Linked DNA regions of Mus musculus: region 2 is linked to region 1. A link is a contact called in public Hi-C data. All regions are on one chromosome and are shown on one strand. Each heading gives the region's core, a stretch centred on a gene start, on an enhancer-like site or on the middle of the called end of the contact. The rest is flanking DNA. Distances are from core to core; before and after follow the strand shown. Region 1 holds the start of Slc16a10 (solute carrier family 16 (monocarboxylic acid transporters), member 10). Region 2 overlaps Rpf2 (ribosome production factor 2 homolog).

Region 1 (6,100 bases), core at 1,142-3,641:
AATTAATTAATTAATAATTGATAAATTTTAAGATAGGGTCTCTCTACATAGCTCTAGCTGTTACTGTCCTGGAACTCACTATATAGACCAGGCTAGCCTTGAATTCACAGAGATCTGTTTGCCTTTTCTTCCAAAGTACTGGGATCAGAAGTTCACACCATCACCCATGGTCTTCCTGCATGTGTTTTTAGTTCAACGTGTTTAGGTGGTGTGTTTGTGTGTGTGCGTCTCTCTCTCTGGGTAAATTATATTAAACTACAGGTGTTCATGAACAATCCTACCAAATAATTGTTATTACAGTGCTATTCTGAGTTTATAATTCGTAGAGTATATCTCAAAAAGATTATGTTTTAGAAATTTCTCCATAGCCATTGAATTATCTCAAGGCTACATTTGGCTGTTTGTTTTCAAGTGGTGATTAAGATGACATCAAACCAGACTGTATTATGTGACATAGCTAGAAACTGCACTTACATGTAGCATAACTGGAATCTCACTGCCACAGATTCAGCAGTTCAGAACTTTGTATATTCAATTTATTAATTTATTTTTAATTTTCTCTTTTATTTTATTTTATTTTAGTTTATTTATATATGAGTGATTTGCCTAAATGCATCAGAAAGTGTCCAATCCCCTGTGTCTGAGTTTGGGTTTCATTGCTATGAGGAGATACCATCTTAGTTAGGGTTTTACTGCTGTGAGCAGACACCATAACCAAGGCAACTCTTATAAGGATGACATTTAGGGGCTGGCTTAGAGGTTCAGAGGTTCAGTCCTTTATCACCAAGGTGGGAACATGGCAGCATCCAGGTAGGCATGGCACAGGAGGAGCTGAGAGTTCTACATCTTCATCTGAAGGCTGCCAGTAGAATACTGACTTCTAGGCAGCTAGGATGAGGGGTTTTAATGCCCATACTCACAGTGGCACACTTACTCCAACAGGGCCACATCTTCTAATAGTGCCATTCCCTAGGTTGAGCATATACAAACCATTACAGCTCCCTACCTTGATGATAATGGACTAAATCTCTGAAACTGTAAGAAAGCCCCCAATTAAATGCTTTTTGTAAAAAAAGAGTTACCTTGGTCACAGTGTCTCTTCACAGCAATAGACAGTGACTAAGACACCAAAAGAATTTGAGGGGTAATATATATCCAAGCTATTGTGCTATTTTAACTTAATCTCTAAAGCACCCACATTGCCCTGTATTCCCAGAACACTCCTCTGGACCCTCCCCTGTCTTTGGTTTCTTCTCTGTTTCTTTGGCTGGAAGGCTCTTTGCTTGTCCTTGTCCACAGAACCATGTGGCTAATCATAGCTCAGCTCAAACTTACTTTCTTACATACTATCCTTTTTTGGGGGGTGGGGTGGGGGTATGGGGGTAGTTGGTTTCAAGACAGGGTTTCTCTGTGTAGCTTTGACTGTCCAGGAACTCACTCTGTAGACCAGACTGGCCCAGAACTCAGAGATCTGCCTGCCTCTGCTTCCGGAGTACTGGGATACAAGGCTTGTGCTCCTACCTCCTAGCTGATGTCCCAGTGTTTAACCCTATTGCACCCCACTTTCTATTTCTGGACTGTTTTTACTTACTAGTTTAGGACAGAGAGAAGCAAGAATGTGATAATCACAGTTATTGTATAACCCACCACACTGGTGCTTAAGTAACTAGCATATTTTGATTTTGTTTGGAGTGAGTAATCTAAATATCTGAGAAATTAAGAAGATACATCAGAATAAGATGCTTCAGGGGGCAGAGGAATTGAATATAAGTGTTGGTTCTTTATTTAGTGTGAGGACAACTTGTGAAGTTTAAAAGTATTGCTTTCTAGCTGCCCGTCAAAAATGTTTGTTAGTTGAAAAATTTAGAATCACAGTCTGTCTTCCAAAATGAGCATCTTCATTGTGCCAAGTATTCAAAACAAACTGTATGTTCGCGGAATTGGAGTAATTAAACAAGGTCTCTGATTCCTGAATTGCCTTTTAAGTAGGTACGTGGCATAAGGAATCTTTTATATTATAACTAGCACAAAAGGGACAACAAATATGAAATTTAAACTGTCATTTGTGACTCTCTATTCCAGTGAGGGTAAGCATTACCTGATCGATTGATCACCTTCGCAGGCCACACGTAGGAGACGCTCCCCAAGAACTTCTAAGGTTAATGCTGAGAGGAGGTGACATTACTCCTGGAGGTAGCTAATTTGGCGGCACGCCTTCAAGCGCGCGCGCGCGGGCGGTCATTGGACACCCCTCACGGGGCGGAGCCTCCGCTTGCGGATGCCCAATCACCTGTGGGCTCAGGGTGTAAGGCCCTCTGGTGGCCACGCCCCTAGGCGGTGCGGGAGGGCGGAGGGGCGCTTTTAAGAGGCGGCTGGAGGCCGGCGTAATCAGGCGCGAGGGGCAGCCGGTGTGTCAAGTCCTCTGGCCGCCTTAGGCGGTGTCTGCGGTGTGCGCCTCTCGCCCGCCCGCCCGCCCGCCTGCCCGCGGCTCCAGTGTCCTCGCCTCGGCCTCCCTCCTCCGTCCGCGCGGCTGTCCCAGGCTCCGCGAGCCACCCCGGGACCTTGCGCCCGCAAGCTTTCTCGGTGCCCGACGGGGCCGCCTCGGGACATGGTGCCGTCCCAGGAGGAGCCCGCCGCCGAGCGGGAGACGAACGAGGCGCAGCCGCCCGGGCCCGCGCCCTCGGATGACGCTCCGCTGCCCGGCCCGGGACCCTCGGATGTCTCCGACGTGGCCGCAGAGAAAGTGGAGGTGGAGCTGACGAGGTCAGCGGGCAGTGAGCCCCCCGTTCCCCCCGAGGGCGGCTGGGGCTGGTTGGTGATGCTGGCGGCCATGTGGTGCAACGGGTCGGTGTTTGGCATCCAGAACGCCTACGGGGTGCTCTTCGTGTCCATGCTGGACACCTTCAAGGCCAAGGACGATGACAACATGGCCTTCAAGACAGGTGGGACGTTGCTGCGGGCCGAGGGGAGGAGGGCATGCGGGGTGGGAAATGGGAGCTTTTGGTGCGTCCTCTTGTGTTGGGAGGGTGTGAGCTTTGAGCCTGACCCGTCTCACTTGCAACCTGCAGCTTGGGGCTTCCCTCTGCCAGTTTTGTATGGAACCCAAAGGCAAGCAAGTTGCAGAGTTGTACCTGCCTGAGGCTTTGGACTCCTCCTTTCTGCACAGTGGGCGCCAAGAATCCACAGTACTTTCCTCTTAGTGGTGGGAAATAAACTGAACGTTCCAGCACCAACAACACTGCATTATCACTTTTACAGTCTGCTTTGTGACCGCCACGGTGGTGTGGTTATCTGCCTGCCATGCTGCAGAAGGAAAGGTGTGTTTGGGTAGATGCAGCGCAGGCCAGGACGGGAGATTGGCAAAATGGAAAAGTGGATCCCAAGGTCACAGGGAGTCCCAAAGGCAGCCCATTAAAAGTGGTAGTCGGTTGTCTCTCTGCACGCTCTACTATATTTAGACAGCATAGGAGGCAGCCACGTGGGATGGTAAGAGGAAGATAAGGGGTTGGACCTTCTGTTATGTTGACGTTTTTTTTGCCTTGTGGAAATAAAATGCAAAAGGTGCAGACTCCGCATTTTTGTCAAATGCTTTCTGACTGATTATGCAAAAGTCAAGTCTAGGACCGTCTGCATAACATTTCCCCCATTATTTCATCTCATGCTGCCGGGCAGGTGTTGTCAGCTCTGCTTGGGTGAGAAAATGGAAAGTCAGGGAAATGAAGTGTTTTAGTGAGGACCAGAATAAAGATAGACCTCATCGCCTGACTTGGAGACTGAGAGTCTCTTTGCTAAATCGGGCCACTGCTGCCTTTTGGGAAACTTAATAAGATCAATAATTTCTGTGTTTCACTCTGCTCAGCCTGGCCTTGAACTCAAGATCCTCTTGGCTCAGTTGGGATTATAAGAACATTCTGCACCATACTGGGCAATAATAGTCTTTTAAAAACTACAGCAGGGTCTCACTATTTAATTCTGGCTGGCCTAGAACTCACTATGTAGGACAGGCTGTCCTCAGATTCACAGAGACTTGCTTCTGCTTCTCAAGTGATGGGATTACAGTCATGTAAAAACCCCTTTAGTTTCTGTTTTTACAGTGTGTATTGCTTAGATTTTTGGTGTACACATAAAATAAACAGGATTGTAATTATAAATTGGAAGGTTAAGATGGGGTGGAGGAGAAAAATCCCTTTCTCTTTCATTCATTTCTTCCTTCAGTGCCAGGGATGGAACCGGGCCTTGGGCATGCTGCTCAAGGGCTGCACCAGTCCTCTACATTTAAAGCGATTTCTCATCATCTGAATATATTGTAATGTATTGTACTTTATGCATTTTTTTTTTTTTTTCTGAGACAGGGTTTCTCTGTGTAGCCCTGGCTGTCCTGGAACTCACTTTGTAGGCAGGCTGGCCTCGAACTTCTGCCTCCCAAGTGCTGGGATTAAAGGCGTGTGCCACCCTTGCTCGGCTATGCACTCTTGGACATTTAGGTTGCATTCTAAAACTTCTGTATTAAGTATTATTGTCCCCTCTTCTATGTGAATAATGATGTATCATACTTGATGGGGAATTTCTGTTCCTAAAGTGACTGTTGAAGTTGCTGTGTTGGGCAGATCAAGGGTTAGGCACCGATTGTTAGTTTTAGCTGGAGGAAGGTAAGCCTTTTGTGCCACTGCAGGACAGATGTGAAGACCCAATAGCAAACAGGATGATTCCACACAGTTCCTGATGCTTCTGAGGCTGAGTCCTTCCCTCATGAACACTATTTCCATCTTTAGGCAGTTCTGTGACACAGGCTTCCTCTACAGACATGGAAATCTGGGCTCACGTGAATTTCGGCTGTGAGCAAGATTCAGTCTTGGGTTTGTCTGACTTAAGGAATTAGGTTTTTAACTGCTCTGGCTAGATAACACTCAGCGAATCTGATCATTTAATGTTTATACAATGCTTCTGGGGCTAAACCTCTGAAAAGCTAGGGGCTTAGCTCAGTTGGTAGAGTAGTGCTTCCATACTGTATAGTCCAGCACTCCGTAAAGCCATGGTGGCATGTGCCTGCGGTCCCAGTACACCGAAGGAGAGGCAGAGAGACACAGGAACTCAAGGTCATATAACTTTTCTCTTTGAAGCAAGTGTGAGGTCTTCATAGTCTATAAGAGATCCTGTCCAAAAAATGCTTTTTTCTTTGCAACTAGTAAACAATGACCATGAGTTCAAGGCCAGGTTGAGCAGAAATTATTGATCGTGGTCTTGTCAAAAGATTTTTGAAATGTAGAGACTTCCACAGAGAAGTCCACTTTTTTTTTTTTTTTTTTGAGACAGGGTTTCTCTGAGTAGCCTTGCCTGTCCTGGAACTCACTTTGTGAACAGGCTGGTCTTGATCTCAGAGATCCACCTGCTTCTGCCTCGAGTGCTGGGAATAAAGGTGTGCACCACCACTGACCAGCTGAGAAGTAGACTTTTAAAATGGTATTTATGCAAAATTCTGGTTAGAGTGTGCCATGCAAGGCAGCTCTTCCTGGCAGCTAAAAGGAGATTTCCTTGGCGGTTCTCTTCTTAAGTGTATCTTCTTTGTTCAGTTATTTTTTGAGAAAGGTCTCACTGTGCAGCTCTGGATGGTCTCTGCCTCTGCCTCCAGAATGCCCACATTAATTCTCACATAATATATGATCTATTTCAGAATTCTCATGAAAGGGCTAGATTTATTAGTAATAAAGGGCTAAATTTAAATGCTGGGGTTGGAGAGATGGCTTAGTAGTTAAGAGCACTGGCTGCTCTTCCAGAGGTCCTGAGTTCAATTCCAGCAACCACATGGTGGTTCACAATCATCTGTAATGTTTGAAGACAGCTACAACGTATTCATACACATAAAGTAAATAAATAAATAAGTCTTTAAAAAATAGTAAATATTGAGATTTACTCCCACTGAAGTATAAGTGACTTCCATACCTGTTTGGTTCTCCCCTGCTAGTATATCTCCCTGTCCCCTCTCCTTCTTTTGAGATAGGGTCTCACTTTGAAGTCCTGGTTAGCTTAAAATCACTGTGTAGGCCGGGCTGTCTTGTCTTAGAGTTCTGGTATTAAAAATATGTACCGCCATGTACCACCG
Region 2 (6,838 bases), core at 364-2,863, 90 kb before region 1:
CCTTGGGAACCTACAGTGTACTACTTGTTTGAATAGGATTGTGAAGTAGGAAGTAGCAAGGTGTGGTAAGACAGCCTAGAAAGGCTGCAAGAGTGTCACTTCAGATTGTCCTGTCAAACGTTGCCGTCACCTTACAGGTGTGAGATCAAGGCAGTTTCCCTGGCTGGTGGGGTTTCTGTTTGTCTCTGTTTTTGAGACAGGGCTCACTATGAGCTTTGGCTGTCCTGGAGCTCCCTACCTCTGCCATCCAAGTGCTGGGATTAAAGGCCCGTCATCTGACCGCCATCAGGCCCAGTTTTCCATTTACATTGGGTGATTGAAGCCCAAAGGGGTTTCATTGTTTAACATATGGTAACATACATGTGGTAGGTAAAACTCAAGATTAGGTTTAAGAGCATAGAGAGAAAAAATAGTGTGTGTAATGGAAAGTTATATAACTCAGTGGGGGTTTTGTGTGTTGCCTGCATTAAGAAGGGTTTTAATTAACCCAGGCTGGATTCAGACTTGCTATGTGACCAGGGCTGAGTTTGAACTTCTGATCTTTCTGCTTCTACTTCCCAAAAGTGCTGGGGTGACAGGCATGATGCACTGTGCCCAGCTGAGCTGGTGCATTTTCAAGGCTTGTGATATGTGTTAAATTATAGTATACTATATTATATATTATAATATTGTGTTATAGTATATGCATATTGTTCATCTCTTCAGCTCTCCTCTAAAAAGGGGACAGACCTTGAAGGTCTAGTATAACTAAATGTCCTTTTCCTGTGGGTTGGAAAAAGGCTTTTACCAACTCCCTGTGTGGTCAGCAACTCCTGCTTCCAAAGCTCAAAGGTCTCACACTGGATGGACGTGTGGATTCAAGGCATAACGTGACACTGATTTACCGGATCAGTTACTGTCTTGATCCTCAGTTGTGGATGTAGCAACAAGAATGAGATAGCATATGTGTAAAAATTTTGAGATTGTTTTAATACATATTGACTATCTTAAAAATAGCATAGATTCTCTAGATTTTGGTACTTATATAATTACACTTGTTTGTTTTGTCTTTAATCTCATAGACTAGTAAGTGCCCCGAGGGAACAAAACCGATGTTGATATTTGCTGGTGATGATTTTGATGTAACAGAAGACTTCAGAAGATTAAAAAATCTTCTTATTGGTAAGTGCTAGTAGAACTCACCTTGTTAACAATTGCTGTTTTTGAGATCTGCCTTTTCTGTGTGGTTAATCTTGTTCACATTGTTTTTCTGAGCAGACTGTAAACTCTCATCATATCTTTATGCTCCTTCTCCCTGGACTCTGGATGAGTGGTATTTTTTGCTTTTGTTTCTCGCTTTGTTTGTTTGTTTTAAGACTGGATTTCTCTGCATCCTGGCTGTCCTGGAACTCTATAGTTTGTTGAGACCAGGCTGGCCTCAAACTCAGGGAACTAACTGCCTCTCTTCCTGAATGCCGGGGCTAAGGGGCCATGCCACTCCACCTCATTCTCTTGTCTTAAAGCCTCTCCACCAAGCAAGATAGTTCTTCATTGCTCCCCCTCACTCAGGTTCTGAGGGCAGAGCAGCCTGCCTGGCTGTCAGCTGTCATGCTAACGGCCTCCTGCCCACTTCCTGTACCGTGGACAATCTGTGTTCCTGCTGAAAGCTCTCAGCGTTGTCGTCTTCTAAACTTGTTCTAGAGTGGCCTGGCAAGCTCTGCGTGTGGTGTCTAGGGCTCCTCTACCTGGGCAGGCCCAGCCTCTCCACACTCCTTCCACAGCTCCGTTTCTGATCTCTGCCTTCTGAGTCCTGGGATCACAGGACTGCACCTGTGCCCAACCCTATCTGTCATTTTCCCAGCCAGAAAGTACTTAGTTATTTCCTAGTTAATGGGATGCTAGACTTTGTAGGGTATTGGTTTTTTGTTTGTTTGTTTTTTTAATTACATTTTTGTTTGTATGTGGGGGCTGGGGCACGCTCATGTTGAGTTGGTACTCCACCATATGGGTCACAGGGATTAAATACAGGTTGGCTTGGTGGCAAGCATTGTAGCCTGCTGAGCCGTCTCACAGCTGTGATGAGTTTGGTGGTATAGGAATCTCAAGTCTGTTTGTTCTAAAGCCTTGTGTAGAGCGCAGCCCTATGCCCTCATAACTGGCATTGTGGAGTTACATTTAGAAATCTGTGGTCAGTTAAAACTTAAGATTGTAAAATATCATTAATTCCCAACTCTGAAATCCCAAAGTTTTGTATATAATGCCCTTCATAATATAAGTACCGTATAACATGCTTTTAAAATGTTATCTGCAAAGCACAGTAGGGAGTGAGTTAGCTTATAATAACTTAGTGAGTCAGTTTATTGTAACTTGTTTTCTTTAGTATCTTTTAAAAGATTGTTTTATATAATTTGTGGGTGTTTTGTCTGCATGTATGTTTGTGCATTATATACATGTCTCATGCTGGTGGAGGCCAAAGAGTACAACATCAGATACCCTGGGAATGGAATTACAGACAGATGGGAGCAGCCATGCAGGTGCTGGGAATCAAACCCAGGTCCTCTGGTAGAGTTATGATCTTACTATGGGAGCCATTTCTTCAGACCCCCAATTTCTTCTTTAAAGAACTGGTTTGTTGAAAATATGTTACAGCTGGGCAGTGGTGGACCATTCCTGTAGGCAGGCAGATCTCTGGGTTTGAAGCCAGTCTGGTCTACAGAGTGAGCTCTAGGACATCCAACAAACCCTTCCCAGAGAAACCCTGTTGAAAAACAAAAAGCAAGCAAGCAGGCAAGGAAGGAAAGACAGAAAGTAAGTTAGCTGTAACTGTTCCTCTTACGTTTTCTGGAGTCACGCTTTGTGTGTGTTTATTGGTTGGTTTAGGCAGCTTCTTGCTGTAGCTCACACTGGCCTTATATTCTTCAGCGTGCTAAGAGGAAGGCTGCCATCCCAGCTAGCTTCATCCTTCCTTACCACATTCCTAGCACTCTCTCGGGTTCTTCTCTAGGAAACCTGTCTGAGCCCATCCAGTCCATGTGAAGTGCTGGGCGTTTTCCTTTGCTCTGTACTGGGGACTCTGGCCACACACAGACCATCTCAGGCTGTTATTTCCCTTTGGGAGCTCAGGGCCTTGTTCGTGGAAGCACACCTGCGCTCTTTTGCCAATAGAGGACTTAACTCTTAGTGAGCCATGCTCGTTCTTCTGTTTTAGTTTGGTTGTTAGACTGGCCTCCTATATCCCTGGCTGGCCTGGAACTTGCTGTGTAGCTCAGTCTGGCCTTGAAACTCAGAGATCAATCTGCCTGTGCCTCCTGATTGCTGGAGTAAAGGTGTGTGCTACCATGTCCAGCTACAAGTCATCTTTTAAGTTTTGAAGAGCTGCCCTTATTCTCTCTCAGAAGGTTACTAATCATAGCATTGTGTTTGGTTTATGACTAGGAACAGTTGAACTTGACCTAATTCAGATCTGCAGGAGTATCAGCATCTGAGGGTTAGAGGCAGGCTGGGCTGTAAGCGACTGTCTGAGGAAACAGAAATGTGCTGGAGAGAGAGCTCTGCCATTTAGAGTCCTGCTGCTTTTGTGAAAGGTCAGGGTTTGTTAGTACTCACATGGTGGCTCACCAGTACCTCTAGTCCAGGAGATCTGACACTCTCTTCTGGTCTCCACATGCATGTGGTACACATGACTACATGTAAGCAAACACTTATACACATAAAGTAAAACAAAAATAAATCTAAACACACACACACCAGCCAGGTATGGTGGTGGTGTGTCCCCCCCTTTTTTAAAAGATTTATTTATTTTATTTTTAGTATATGAATACACTGCAGCTCTACAGATGGTTGTGAGCCATCATGTGGTTGCTGGAAATTAAACTCAGGACCTCTGCTCGCTCTGGCCCCCCTCACTCTGGCTCAAAGATTTATTTTTTATTATATGTAAGTACACAGTGGCTTTCTTCAGACACACCAGAAGAGGGCATCAGATTTCATTATGGTTAGTTGTGAGCCACTATGTGGCTGCTGGGATTTGAACTCAGGACCTCCCGAAGAGCTGTCTTAACTGCTGAGCCATCTCTCCAGCCTGGTGGTGTGCCTTTAATCCTAGCACTTCAGAAGCAGAGGCAGGTGGAGCTCTGAATTTTAGGCCAACCCCATCTATATAGCGAGTTTTAGGCTAGCCAATGGTATAAATAGAGACCTTGTCTCTTAAACAAACAAACAAAAACAGCTGTCAGAGTATTTGCCATACATTCACAAGGCCTTGGGTTCATGACATACCACAAAATTTTCAAAGAAAAGAAAATTAAACATGTCCCTTATGAAATGTATTGTTCCTGTTTTCTGTTCTTTACTTCCTTGTTAAGTAAGATGCTCACCCTGGGCTTCCATTCACAGCACAAGAACTTCCTTTTTGATAGATAGCCCCAAGATCCATTTCTGTTGCTCAGTACTTTTTAAACTTCAATAATGTGTTTTGTTCAAGGCTAAGCTACCCTTTAAATGGTTGTGTGTCTATGTGCATGCAATCGCATGCTGGTTTCTCATTGTCTTAGTGGCATGAAGGGAGGGAAAGGAGCAAAACTAGAAAAGAAACCTTGGGCAGAGCAGGGCTGTGAGAGATGCAGTAAGAGGTCATCGGGGGAACTTGGGTTTTCAGTATAAGTATTATATAAGGCCACTGCCTTACTGTGGCCACTAGACTGTGGCACATGCTAAATGAGATACAGGGATAGCAGCTCATACTTTGTACAGTGTCATCACATGATCTCCTCAGTTCATATTTACACAGCAAAATGGCTGGGCCACCACCAGCTGACAGAGCCTTCGGGTGTGTTCTTATGCATCGTGTGACAGGAAAGAGAATCAGTAGGGAAAGGTTAATAGAGGACTGCAGGGTTCTTTTCTGGTGTACAGTGAATCTCAAATACTTGTTTATTCTTCTTACTGTGGTTCTGGGGATGAATGCAGGACCTTATGTATGTCAGGCAAGGCTTTTACTATTGGATTATATGCCAGTCTATACAACTGCTTTTCTCTAAAATCAAAACTTATTATTTTGTGTGTGTGTGTGTGTGATGTGTATGCAGGTGTACATATATGTGGTATTCAAAGGAGAGCTTTGTGAAGTTGACTCCTCTACCTTCATGTGAGTCCCAGGGTTTGAACTTGGGTCTTCATGCTGTGCACAACAGGCACATCTACTTACTGAGCCTTCTTACCTACCTGGGACTGCTTTTCTTCTTTGGAAATCCAGTAAACAATACCAGTGTTTAGATTGTAATTTTTTTTTAAATGTTACTGTTCCTGTTACTGTCTGTAAGGATGATAGTAAACAAAGAATAGGTTTATTTTGTGCATGCATTTAATCCTGGCACTCTGGAGTCAGGAGTTGAGAGAGTTCAGAGTATTATGTATCATTTTTTTAAAAAAATATTTATTTATTTATTATATGTAAGTACACTGTAGCTGTCTTCAGACATTCCAGAAGAGGGCGTCAGATCTTGTTACGGATGGTTGTGAGCCACCATTTGGTTGCTGGGATTTGAACTCAGGACCTTTGGAAGAGCAATTGGTGTTCTTACTCTCTGAGCAATCTCACCAGCCCCATGTATCATTTTAAAAAGCATACTACCGGGCTGGTGAGATGGCTCAGTGGGTAAGAGCACCCGACTGCTCTTCCAAAGGTCCAAAGTTCAAATCCCAGCAACCACATGGTGGCTCACAACCATCCGCAACAAGATCTGACTCCCTCTTCTGGAGTGTCTGAAGACAGCTACAGTGTACTTACATATATTAATAAAATAAATCTTTAAAAAAAAAAAAAAAAAGCATACTACCGCCTTTCCTGGGAGCTGCAACAGAGCTGTTACTCCTCCCTGTCCCCTTTTGTTCCTCCTGGCTTAGCCCATGATCGATCACAACCATCCCCCAACCCATCTTCTTTCTCCTACCCACCTTTGCTCTGCAGATAAAAAAATAAAAACAAAAACAAAACAAAAATACTCAGACAGCTTTATTACTTTAGAATTTGCCTGCTGGCACAGTTGCTGAGTTCAAATACCTCCTGCTTTGGAAATGCAATAACATTTTATTATTCCCGTCTCTCCTCCTGCCCTAAACTCAGTGGCCTGTTCCAAATCAGCCCCTGCCAGACATCTCTGGCAGCCTGCCTGCCTGGAGATCTTACATGATTGCTGCGTGCTGCTCCTTCCAAATCATGGCTGAAAAACCCCTCTCTCCTTGTGTCTCCATTTTCCTCCTGGGACCCCAAAGTCTCCCCTATACCATCCAGCAATTGGCTCCAGGCCTTCTTGAACCAATTAGGGAACCAGACCTCCCTCTACATCAGAGTTATCCTTATTGTTGGGGTTTGAGGCCAGACTGACATTAATTGTTACACATCACAAAGCAAGCTAGAGTAGGACTGGGGAACTAACTCAAGGGCTAGTTGTGTGCTTCAGCTTGGTCATAGTCCAGGTGCTGGGGAGGCAGAGACAGGCCGGCACACGCTAGGGCTCCTGAGGAATTGTATGTGTCCCCATACACACACACACCCCCATTAAAAAGATGGCACTTTGTAGCTGAATTTTGAAATAGTTCTCTTTAACAACCAAATATGTGCTTTCAGATTTCTTCAGAGGCCCCACAGTATCGAACGTCCGGCTGGCTGGATTAGAGTATGTTCTGCACTTCACTGCACTGAATGGGAAGGTTTACTTCCGAAGCTATAAGTAAGTGCACCTCGGAGTGTGTTTTGGAGTTCTCAGGTTACGAGTTTGCAGATAACAGTGGCAGGGCCTGTGCCCTGACCTCCCTCCAGCTCCCTTCCTGCTAACCGTGACCTGGGGAACTCACTCTT

Evidence for each region. A called contact is a pair of places that touch in the nucleus more often than the background predicts.
Region 2: a contact with region 1 is called in a Hi-C map of the G1E-ER4 cell line, with 2.2 times the contacts expected there. The contact joins the enhancer-like site here to the promoter of Slc16a10 in region 1. A contact is called at or near these places in 9 of 39 promoter capture datasets (the 3T3-L1 cell line, 3T3-L1-derived adipocytes, the HPC-7 cell line and 5 more), 1 of 15 datasets of contacts at CTCF or cohesin (the NIH/3T3 cell line), 5 of 484 Hi-C or Micro-C datasets (the G1E-ER4 cell line, double positive thymocytes, granulocyte-monocyte progenitors and 1 more), 5 of 115 datasets of contacts at active chromatin or transcription factors (the SCID.adh cell line, double positive thymocytes, effector CD8 T cells and 2 more) and 4 of 9 other capture datasets (adipose tissue, embryonic stem cells, liver and 1 more).

The regions. Positions count from the first base shown.
Region 1 is chr10:40,138,545-40,144,644 of GRCm38.p6, reverse strand. It overlaps Slc16a10 (solute carrier family 16 (monocarboxylic acid transporters), member 10), which reads left to right and starts at 2,391. Exons shown (of 6, transcript NM_001114332.1): 1 at 2,391-2,942. The coding sequence starts at 2,609.
Region 2 is chr10:40,227,431-40,234,268 of GRCm38.p6, reverse strand. It overlaps Rpf2 (ribosome production factor 2 homolog), which reads left to right. Exons shown (of 10, transcript NM_023323.3): 7 at 1,062-1,161; 8 at 6,608-6,710. Among named protein-coding and RNA genes, the nearest start is that of Rpf2, 16 kb to the left of the region's middle. Within about 2 kb of position 1,613, at least 58 of the 459 cell types and tissues checked have an H3K27ac peak or open chromatin away from gene starts, as enhancers often do. A contact at or near this core is called in the G1E-ER4 cell line, the HPC-7 cell line, the SCID.adh cell line and 3 more, where this site is marked.